Linked DNA regions of Mus musculus: region 2 is linked to region 1. The links are chromatin contacts, called in public HiChIP or PLAC-seq maps. All regions are on one chromosome and are shown on one strand. Each heading gives the region's core, a stretch centred on a gene start, on an enhancer-like site or on the middle of the called end of the contact. The rest is flanking DNA. Distances are from core to core; before and after follow the strand shown. Region 1 overlaps Sh3pxd2a (SH3 and PX domains 2A). Region 2 has its middle 7.9 kb from the start of Gm41858.

Region 1 (5,292 bases), core at 731-3,230:
TCCAGGCCACCTCTACAGGGTGTCCTTCTTCTACTCTCAGGCTCACTGAGGTAGCCTGGGAGAGGTCAGTCAGGGAGTTCCCCAAAGACCTTACGGTAACAGGGCTCACAGGCTGCAGGGGCCAGGTAAGGGCTCTTCTCTGCACTGAAATTGGGGATACCCATTTCTTAACCCAATATTTTTTAATTGCTTATTTGGAAATTTCCCATAATGCACCCCAATCACATGATCACACTCATTTCCTACTCCTCCCAGGTCCATCCCCTCCACTCTTGTGACCTCCCCAAAACAAAAGAAGAAGAAAAAGTACACTGAGTACTACCCATATTCTTGCAGGAGCATGGTCAAACTCCCAGTGGCCAGCCCCTTAAAGAAAACTGGGTTCCTCCTACCCCTGCCAGAAGGTCCCAACTGTGAAGAGCTACATTTCAGCACCCCACACAATTTTTAAGACTTCTCTTCAATGGCTTCCTGTCTAGACCTTTTTTTTTTTTGGGTGGAGGGAGAAGGGTTGTCACAAAAACCTTTGGTGGAGGACTAGCAGCAGAATATCCATTTTTTTGTTTGTTTGTTTTGTTTTGTTTTTTTGTTTTTTGAGACAGGGTTTCTCTGTGTAGCCCTGGCTGTCCTGGAACTCACTTTGTAGACCAGGCTGGCCTCAAACTCAGAAATCCGCCTGCCTCTGCCTCCCGAGTGCTGGGATTAAAGGCGTGCGCCACCACGCCCGGCTTGCATTTTTTAAAGGTTGGTCTATCTCACCTACCTTTGCCCTGTACTGTTCACTGTTTTAACCACCTCCAGAACACCCGCTAGGATTATAATCTTAGCAAATATTTGGCACATAATAGATGTTGAATAAAAACATGCTAAGCTAGGCTAGATACATATCCTAGTGTTAGAACACTTGTCTAGAATGTATAAAGGCCCTGGGTTCCAATCTTAGCATACACACTCAAAGTGTTGTGTGTCTCCAGTTAGTCTTGAATTTCCTTTTGTCTTAACCCTGACTACGATTCTATCACACTGGAAACACTCAAGTGTCCAGTTTAACCTCAGTGGATGAAAGGGGCAGGAGCCTTCTTTGGTCTTCACTCCATTGGTTTCAAGGGAACCAAGGCTCATTTGATGCCTGTGGCCCTAATCTTAATCTAGCCTAGGGATTATCAACTTGTGGGTTGAGACCCCTTTGGGGGTGTGTGTCACATATCAGAAGTTTATATTACAGTTCATAACAGTAAACAGTAGAAAAATTGCAGCTATGAAGTAGCAATGAAAATAATTTTATGGCTGGGGGGGGGGTCACCACATCATGAGGAACTAAAGGGTCACAGCATAAGGAAGGTTGAGACCGCTGATCTAATCCAAAATTGCCCTCCTGAGCCACGTGCAGGCCTTCTGAGGCTGAGGAAAGTCCTTCACCTTCCTGGGCACCAAAGTACAAAGACGGACCCTCAGGCCCAGCAGAAAATCCCAGAAGACTGCATGGCAAAGCCTTCCAAGGGCTCAAAACAACAGCAACAACAATAACAACAAAGCACCCATAAGCAATATAGCTTTGTGGCATGGTGGATGTTACAGGAGACAGTAGTCTATGAAGGTGCAAAGTGCTCTTGTACAGAGACTGGTGGGATCCAGGCCCAGTCAATCCCCTCCTCCACAGTGTCTGCTAGAGGCCCTGGGCCTCTCCTGACTTGGCCCACCCCTGATCTGCAAGTGTTTAGACAGGTCCCCTGAGCTCACAGACTGCCACGTAAACGGTTGTGCATGCATGCACTTAAGACGCATGCACACATCACGGCTGGGGAAATCCCCACAGCTGGCTCTCTCACGTGACAAAGCTTTATCCAGAAAGCAGCAGCCTAGTTGCCTGCAGGACAGGGGTGGGGTGGGGCTCGAGTTAACCCTTCCATACCACAGCGCAGGCTGAACTTCCCACAGGGAGAATGGAGTGAAGTCCAGGTCTCCGGGATTCTCTCTCAGGCACTGTGATCCTCGCTCACTGGGGACAGACTACTTCTCAGGGCCCCGCCCAGGCTTCCCTGTGCTAGCACAAGGCTGTTCTCTATCCTGTTAGTGTGCTCCCTCATCAACTCTGAGAAGTTCTGCTTCCTGGAGCCTCATCCCCAGAGGGGGGTCACAGGCACAGCCCTAGGGAGCATGTCCCGATGCCAGATGCCTAGGTGGGGTCCTACAGCCAGGAATTCAGCCAGAATTCTTGCCCTCCTTCCATGGGTGTGAACAAATGCCTCTGAGAAACTGCTCCAGGGCCCTCCCGGGTCCTCCTCTAACAAGAAGGCTGGAGGAGGCCCCTGGAACACGTTTTCTCCTGTTCAGACACACTGTATCTATTAGCCGGTGTGATCTGTATCATGTCTCTCACACAGTACTCCCAGATATGGAGAAGCCAGATGCCCAGTTTACTTTCTATGTTTCCTTACTGAGATACCATGTAGCCCAGGCTGGCCTCAAACTCATGACCCAGGCATCCCAGTCCCCCAGATGATAGGATTTTTTTTTAATAGCCCCACCCCTGAAGCCTAGAAACACTATCTCAGTGTAGTCCAGACTAGCCTGAAACTCCCTAAGTAGCCGAGCATGACCCAAACTCCTGATCCTCAAATGCTCAAACTCATGGCCAGTGTGTTGACAAGTTTTTATATCAACTTGACATGAGCTGGGGTCATCTGGGAAAGAGTCTTAATCGAGAAAATATTTGACTGATGATTGATGTAGGAGATTACAGGCCACTGTGGGTGGCGCTAACTCCTACGCAGTAGTCCTGGATGGTATAGGAAAGCAGGCTGGCTGAGCATGAGCAACAAGCCAGTAAGCAGTGTTCTCATGCCCTCTGCTTCAGTTTCTCTGCCTCAGGTTCCTGCCCTGACTTCCCCTAGATGGAGTGTGGCCTGGGAGATGAAAGATGGAACAAACCCTTTCCTTTCTAAGTTGCTTTCTGTCGTGGTGTTTTATCAGCAACATCACTGGACAACTTAGCTAGGGTATGTCTTAAAACATAAAATAAAGTTTTTTTTTTTTTTTTTTTTGGTTTTTTCGAGACAGGGTTTCTCTGTATAGCCCTGGCTATCCTGGAGCTCACTTTGTAGACCAGGCTGGCCTCGAACTCAGAAATCCACCTGCCTCTGCCTCCCGAGTGCTGGGATTAAAGGCGTGCGCCACCACGCCCGGCAAAAATAAAGTTTTTTAAAAAAAGGTGTGTGTGTGTGTGTGTGTGTGTGTGTGTGTGTGTGTAGGGATAAACAGCTCAGTGGTAGACAATTTGTTTAGCATGCATGATGTTTAATCCCCATGTGGTGGGCCCAATGAAAACAGTCCCCCATAAGATCATACATTTGAATGCTTGGTTCCTGTTTGGTGGACCTGTTTGGCAGAGATCAGGAGCTGCGGTCTTGTTGGAGGAGATGTCAGTGGAGACAGGCTCAGGTCTCAACAGCCTCCTACCATCACCAGGGTGCTCTCTGTCTCCTACACACGGATCAAGATGTGAGTTCTCAGCTGGCTGCTCCAGCCACCATGCCTGCGTTCCAGCATCACGGACTCTAACCCTATGGAACCAGAGCCGTGAGCCCAATTAAACTCGTTCTGTTTATAACAGTGTTTGCCATAGGTGTTTGTCTCACAGCAATAGAAAAGTGACACACCCTGGCACAACAAAAATAAATGAATAAAAAAAAGAAAGAAACAAAACCCTTAGTAAATTAGCTTCAGGAGGGCTAGCGCCTCCCTGCTTGGACTGCTATGCCCCACCCATCTGTGGTATTTGTGCTGTTATGTTTATTGACACCCTGGTTGGCTTATTCTCTCATTCAAGTGGGGGTCCTGGAAGACAAAGATCTCCTCAAGTTCATCTTGCTATCCCTGGGGCTGGGACCATGTGCCCTGGCACATAATAGATTCTCAGTTGCTTAGCAAACAAATCTATAAAACAGCCATAACCAGGGCCCAAGAGGCCATGGAGGGAAGGCCCAGACCAGTACTTTCTTGGAAACTTGCCCCCATCCATTCAGCCTTTATGAATCTTCTGTGTCTTCCAGACTGTCTCCGCTGTACACAGGGCCACTGGCCTTAAACGGAGGCAGCCCAGGTCACAGGAGTGTGGGGATGGGCTCTGAAATCAGAACCCTGGGATCAAATGTAAACGATGACCTAGGAGCCACGAGATTGATGGGGTGGGGGAGGGGGCAGGGGCAACTGTGCATGGAGGGAGCATGTCCCTCCCCAGCAGATCCATGCTTGTGCAAGGTCTTCGTGAGGCCTTAGGAAAAGGCAGTCTTAGTCTGGCCTGTGTCGCTGGCTTGTCATCTCTGCTTTACAGGGACTTTAACCCTCCTTCAGGAATGGTTATAAATTCGCTTAGACCCTGTTTAACACTCAGGGAGCCCTCTGGAATCTGGAATCTGGGGTGAGCAGGGGAGACCCCAGAGAGGAAGGAAAAGCTGCCCCCCAGACCACAGACTCCCAAGGCACCACATCCAGTCAGAAACAGAGCCAAGGAAGGGATGACAGGGAACCATGTTCCTCTGAGCCAGGAATGTGACAGGATCCTGACATGGCCCTGCTCTCTTAACACAAGACTCTTGTCCTAACGTAATTCAGTCCTTCCTTATGCCAGCTGCTTGGCTCACATGGAGACAAGATCCAAAGGGGCGAAGAAAGAATCAGGGAAAGGCGCGCTCTTCCTACAAACTTCTAAATTTCCTGAAACTTTGGAAAAACTCTTTGCCTTCACATTTCGAAACTGACCAATTATAGAAAGGCCATGAGCCAACCAAGTTCCACACGGCACATTTCTGTCTCTAAACTGAGTAACTTTAGATCAGAAAAAGGTGCAGATACAACGGGCAAGACGCGTTCCCCTCCAGTTCTTGTTTTTCCGTTGGCTTCATCATTACTGGAAATGTTGCCCCAACATCACATGCCTATAAACCAGAAATCTGAAGTGAGCAACAAGTTGCTTTCTGGCTGAGGTTCGTGGTGGGAAGCATTTCTTTGCTGGACCACAACTTGGGTGTCTCCTTCTCCAGGGCCACAGCCTCATGGCAGAGTCTCACCACTGTCTCCTGATGAGGCCAGACGGGGCCCTCAGGTGACTGATCTCCATGGCCTCAACACTTAGGCTAATGTTTCAGGGATAGTGGGTTTACAACCCTGTTTTCTGACAGCTCCTTGCAAGTCACCTCCAATTGCAAGTGGCTTCGAAAAACTGGTCCAGGCTCCTGGGCAATCCAGGGACACTCTTCCTGCTACCTTCACTGTCTATCAAAACTTAGATGT
Region 2 (5,292 bases), core at 1,627-4,126, 160 kb after region 1:
TTTAGGTAGTTTTTGTCTTTTTTGGTTATGAGGCAAGTCTCACAGGTCCGGCTGTCCTGGAACTCTTGATTTAGATAGACCAGGTTGGCCTTGAACTCACAGAAATCTGCCTGCCTCTGGAGCTGGGATTAAAGAAGCTATACCTCTTCTAGGTTCTGTTGGTTGGAAGCCACTCAATCTAGGCTCTGAGAATCAAACTGAGGTCCTGTGGAAGGAAAAGCAGTGTGGACGAGAACTCCTGGCAAGAACTTGAGATGGGAAGAGGCTGGGGTGTTGCTGGTCCAATGCCTAGTTACAGTCCGTTTGGGCTCTCTTTAGCCCCTAAATGGTCCTTCTCTGTCCACCTACCTCTGTGTTGGACCTAACAGCCCATGACTAAGCCCATAACTGACAAAGTCAGGTCCAAGACCTTGTGACTAACCGATAAAAACCTTTTGGGATGTATTAGCAAACCCTAGTTCCACCAATCAAAGGACTCAGAATGTTCTCAGCTAGAGCCTCAGGCCTAGAGTGCTCCCTGTATTGCTATAACCTAACTGCCTAATGTATCCACCTATGTATTTAAAAGCATCTTGATTTAGGACTTTGTTTTGTTACCATAAACACTTCATGAAACTCCTTCCACATTGGAACACAATTTGAGGTCACCTAAATCTGTATTCCCGGGCCATGGTCACTCAGATTTGGCTCCAAAATTAACTATTTCTGGTATCCTTTGAGATAATAGTTGTGTTTCTTGTGTTGGCAGCAGGAAGTGCTCTTAACGGTGGAGCCGTCTCTCCAGTCCATTTCTACATGGAACTCCTTATTTTCGAATGTCCTCTTCCGGCATTTCTTCTGTCACCAGTTCAGACTCCAAAGCAATCCGGAGCCCCACCCCTGACCCCACAAGTCTGACAATCCTGAAGTGTTTGCTGTGGTCTGCCTGGCATACCTTACTTATCATCTTCTGTCTGTCTCAGGTTCTGTTGTATTGCCTGATCTCTGTTTCGCTGCCTTGATACTAATTCCCCTGAACCACTGCAGTAGGCATGGGCTATCTGGTCTACCTGCCCTGTAAGTAAGTTCTACTGCCAAAGATACACACACACACACACACACACACACACACACACACACACACACACACACACACACTTTTTCTTATATACAGATGGTAACCAATGTTTAAATGTTGCTATAAAAAAATTTAAAGCCTGAGGTCAAAACCCTTTTGTACCTCAAAGTTATAAATCATGTGCCTTATGACTCATTTGATGGAAAATTCCAAGTCTGCCTGTGTTGGTGGCCCAACCCCTACTGGAGTGCTGAGACCAGCATTCCCAAGCCAGCTGTCTTTTCCAGGAGAGCAGGTCCCATTCCTTGCCCTTCACCAAGGGCAGGCAAGCCCAGACGCAAGCAGATGCAGCAGGCACAGGCAGAGCTTGCTGACAATACTGAAGTTTCTGGGCTGGGCTGGGCTGGGCTGGGCTGGGCTGGGCTGGGCTGGGCTGGGCTAGCAGCTGCCACTGCAGTATGTAAGTCATCATGCTCCTTCATGTTGAGAGAAGACTCACGCATGGCTCAGAGGTTTTTGGCATCTTCTGAGTTGGAATGCATTGCTCACTTACCAGCATCCACTTGCTCCTGCATAGCCAGGTGCAAGCAGGGTCATACCAGAGTTACAGGTCATTTTCCTTGCTCATTAGTATGTCAAAGGCATACCCTGTGGGACAGGGTAGATTATAAAAGGGTGGACCCTGCCAAGACACTGTACACACACACACACACACACACACACACACACAGAGTGTTTCTGTGTTCTACAACACTTATGTAGAGTATGGGACAGCTTAGGAATGAGCTCTTTCCTTCCACCATGTATGTTCTGGGGGTTGAAATGGAATCATTAGGCTTTGAGGCAACTGCTTATCCCCGCTGAGCCATCTTGTCAACCCCTCTCCCACCGTCTCTAAGGAGTGGTTTCCAATTGTGTTTCTGCAGTGATGCAGGACGGGCTTTTTTGTCCTTGGGAGAATAACCAACAATGTCTCCAGAACCAAACTGTGACATTATGCCGTTCCTTCCCACTCAAAACAGCATTCTGAAACACAGGCGTGTAGAATGACCTCATTCTGAGAGTTACCGGGAATTTCTTCTAACTGTGCCTTTATGAGATTTACTTTCAAAACTCAAGTGCTTGAGACTTGTCATTTCCTTTTTCTTTAATTTCAGTTGTCTCAGGCGAGCCTTTGTCCTCTAGGCTGGCGGGAGGTAGTGGGAGGGTGAATGAGACAGGTTCACCCTTCCCTGAGGATCCATGGGACTCTAGAATTAAACAGCTGGAGAACAGGACAGAGCTACCATCCTTCTGAGGCCAAAGCCTACGCTGATAGAGCAGGGTTCAAACTTCATGTCCCTTCAGGACAGGACATTTGTGGTCCCCTCCTTAGCAAATTTAGGCCTGGAATCTTAGCTGAAGCTATGACCCAGGCTGAGGTCCCGCCCTTCTCAGAGACATCACAGAGCCTCAGCACAGGAGTCCTCCTATCCCCATCCCTGCCATCTCAGCCTCTGCCATCCCCACCCCTGCAATCCCAGCCCTGTCATCCTGGCCTCTGCCACGGGACTGTCAGAGAAGACATTCCAGTCTGCATTGCCTCGGGGTCTACTTATCTGGAAACCCTCCCCAGGCTCCAGGCTTCCAGAAAACACTCCCCAGGCTGTATGCACTAGCAACTCCCCAACTCAGCTCCACACTGCTTCCCTGAGGTAAAGCTTGCCTGCTACTTACAAAGGGCTATGGGAAAACAACGGCTATGCTAACAACTCAGTGGAGGAGCATGCCACTCATCCGAGAGTAAATTCATTGTCCACTTGTTTCAGTATGGCACGGATGTCAGCGGTTGCCGCAGACATCATGCAGGGCCGCCATTATTCTGAGACGCAGAGCTAAGGACATAATAGAAGTGTGTTCCGTGCTCCCTTTCCCTTCCCTCGAGTCCTTTATTCATGGCCCATCCTCAGAATGAAAAATAAAGACCCTCGGCCCCTAGGGTACATTTCCTTGCAGAGGCGATCAAAATGGGTGTGGCCCAGTGCCCCAATTAGCTACACCAGTCCAGTCAACTGGTGAAAATGAAAATCCCAGACTCTTAGGGTGATTAGGCTGGGAGATGTAGATGGCAGCTCTGCTAAGCCTGCTTCGACTCCAGCTAAAGCTGCGGGGCTCGTAAAGCGAGCCCTTTCCCCACAGGCATTCACGGTTTTCTGCATTTATCTCAATGGTGACGGAGTCTGAAGTGTGTCTCATCCATGGGCGGGTAATAGCACCGCTGGTTTTAAAGAGACCAGGCACATCTGTAAGAGGCACATCTGTAATCCCTCACTTCGGAGGCTGATGCAGGGGAATCAGAAAGTCAATAATAGTGAGAGCCTGCCTTTATTTATTTATTTATTTTCCTTCTACTTCTGCCTCCCAAGTGCTGGGATTTTTAAAAAGAGGAATGCATTATGGTTCGTGATTCCAGAGACATCAGTCCACAACAGCAGGGGGAAATCTTGGCAAAGAATGACAGTTCACACTATGGCAACCAAGAAAGGAGCAAGGGAGGAGATACCCTTGCAAGGACCCCACCCCCCTCGTCTAGTGACCTGCCCATCCCCTAAGTTTCCAAAACCTTCCTTAACAGTGACAACGGCTGAGGCTTTAACACATAAACCTGGGAGGGGCACTTCATTCCAAACCAAAATACCCAGTATGAGTAATATACTAGCAACCGGGAAAATTTCATTGTCATCTTAAGATATGCTGTTCCTTTTCTTAGATTGTTCCCAGGAATGGGCTCGGGAGATCTTCTGTATAGCATAGTCACTACGTTTGATCATGGCACAATGAATACCCAGAAAAGACATGTTGTAGGGGTAGAGACAGAGCAGCAGTTAAGAGAGAAGAGCTTACTGCTCTTTCAGAGAACCTGGTTGGGGGGGGGGCGCTGTCTTTAAAGAATATCAGTCAGGCTAGGGAGGTGGCTCAGTGGGTAAAGCACTTGCTGCATAGTCGTGAGAACCTGCATTTAATTCACACAAAGACGGACATGGTAGTGCACATCTTCAGTCGCAGTGCACCTGTGATGAGGCAGGAGGAGGCAGGGGAATCCCTGGAAGCTTGAAGGCCAACAGTGAATCCAACAGTGGAAGAGATCACGTCTCAAATAAGGTGAAAGGTGAGGCTTGCCTTCAAGGTTGTCCTATGGCCTCCACGTGCATGTTATGGCATGCTGTGCACCCATAGTCACACACAAGCGTGCACATGCATGTTACACACACACATACACCACTGCTTTATGTTTTACCACATTAGTGCTGTTGTGAGCACATGGCCAAGTACTTGAAGCAGCATGTTGAGACGCTGAAAGCCGTATGTCTATTTCAGCTGTGTATCACCCGTGCTGACTGGGCTCTGGGATGGTCCTGAGGCTAATGCTGTTGCAAGTGGGTGACTGGCCATTCTTTGCTCTTGGTAGAAGAGATGGCCACTGTCCAGGACAGAACCTTGTCTATGGTATCCATGGTGAGCATCTAGGTGCTCAATTCGGCTCATATTCAAGAAATAATTGCAAACAAAAACCCAGCAGTTTGCTGGGAGTGGTGGTGCACGCCTTTAATCCCAGTACTTGGGAGGCAGAGGCAGGCAGATTTCTGAGTTCGAGGCCAGCCTGGTCTACAAAGTGAGTTCCAGGAACAAAACAAACAAACAAACAAACAAACAAAAACAAACCCAGCAGTTATTCATTTCTGTCACAAGGACAGTGACAAAAACTACAGGTGCCGCATTGCATTGTGGGTGAGCTTTGAGCAGGTCATCCGTCATTGATGGAAGTTAACAGTGGACCAGCCTTTTCAGGGGGTACTTTGTTAATGTCTGTTCACTTATTCATTTTTAGTATGCTTTTCGTCTCTCTATAGGGCCTAGGCTGGCCTTGAACTCACAATCAACCTCAGCCACCTGTGTTCTGGGTGACCAGCACAGGCCACCAGACCTGGACCAGTCCATATGCTTAAGCCCTTTCTCCTGGAAGAATCTATGAAGATGTTCCCTGCATACTTGGTTGCCACAGTTACAGACTAGAAACCAACTAAGTGGTACCCAAGTCGGGGAAGACTGCTCTGCTCAGTCAGTGAGTGCACACTGGGTTGTTTCCACTTTGGGTTATTAGTAATTCACTATGCTGCTAGTTTTCACATCAACCTGACACAGGCTAGGCGTTTGATAGGAACCTTAATTAAGAAAATGCCTCCAGCCGGGCGGTG

The links. HiChIP or PLAC-seq counts read pairs in DNA pulled down with a chosen protein or histone mark.
Region 2: an H3K27ac HiChIP or PLAC-seq map of embryonic stem cells shows a contact between it and region 1, with 2.2 times the contacts expected there. The contact joins two enhancer-like sites. A contact is called at or near these places in 2 of 15 datasets of contacts at CTCF or cohesin (the NIH/3T3 cell line and embryonic stem cells), 11 of 484 Hi-C or Micro-C datasets (the C2C12 cell line, the HL-1 cell line, the N1E-115 cell line and 5 more), 26 of 115 datasets of contacts at active chromatin or transcription factors (CD4 T cells, CD4 single positive thymocytes, the NIH/3T3 cell line and 14 more) and 3 of 9 other capture datasets (adipose tissue, liver and pancreatic islet).

The regions. Positions count from the first base shown.
Region 1 is chr19:47,329,076-47,334,367 of GRCm38.p6, forward strand. All of the region lies in intron 6 of Sh3pxd2a (SH3 and PX domains 2A), which reads right to left. Among named protein-coding and RNA genes, the nearest start is that of Gm29834, 45 kb to the left of the region's middle. Within about 2 kb of position 1,981, at least 223 of the 459 cell types and tissues checked have an H3K27ac peak or open chromatin away from gene starts, as enhancers often do. A contact at or near this core is called in the HL-1 cell line, the NIH/3T3 cell line, embryonic stem cells and 2 more, where this site is marked.
Region 2 is chr19:47,490,600-47,495,891 of GRCm38.p6, forward strand. No RefSeq gene overlaps it. Among named protein-coding and RNA genes, the nearest start is that of Gm41858, 7.9 kb to the left of the region's middle. Within about 2 kb of position 2,877, at least 65 of the 459 cell types and tissues checked have an H3K27ac peak or open chromatin away from gene starts, as enhancers often do. A contact at or near this core is called in the HL-1 cell line, the NIH/3T3 cell line, embryonic stem cells and 2 more, where this site is marked.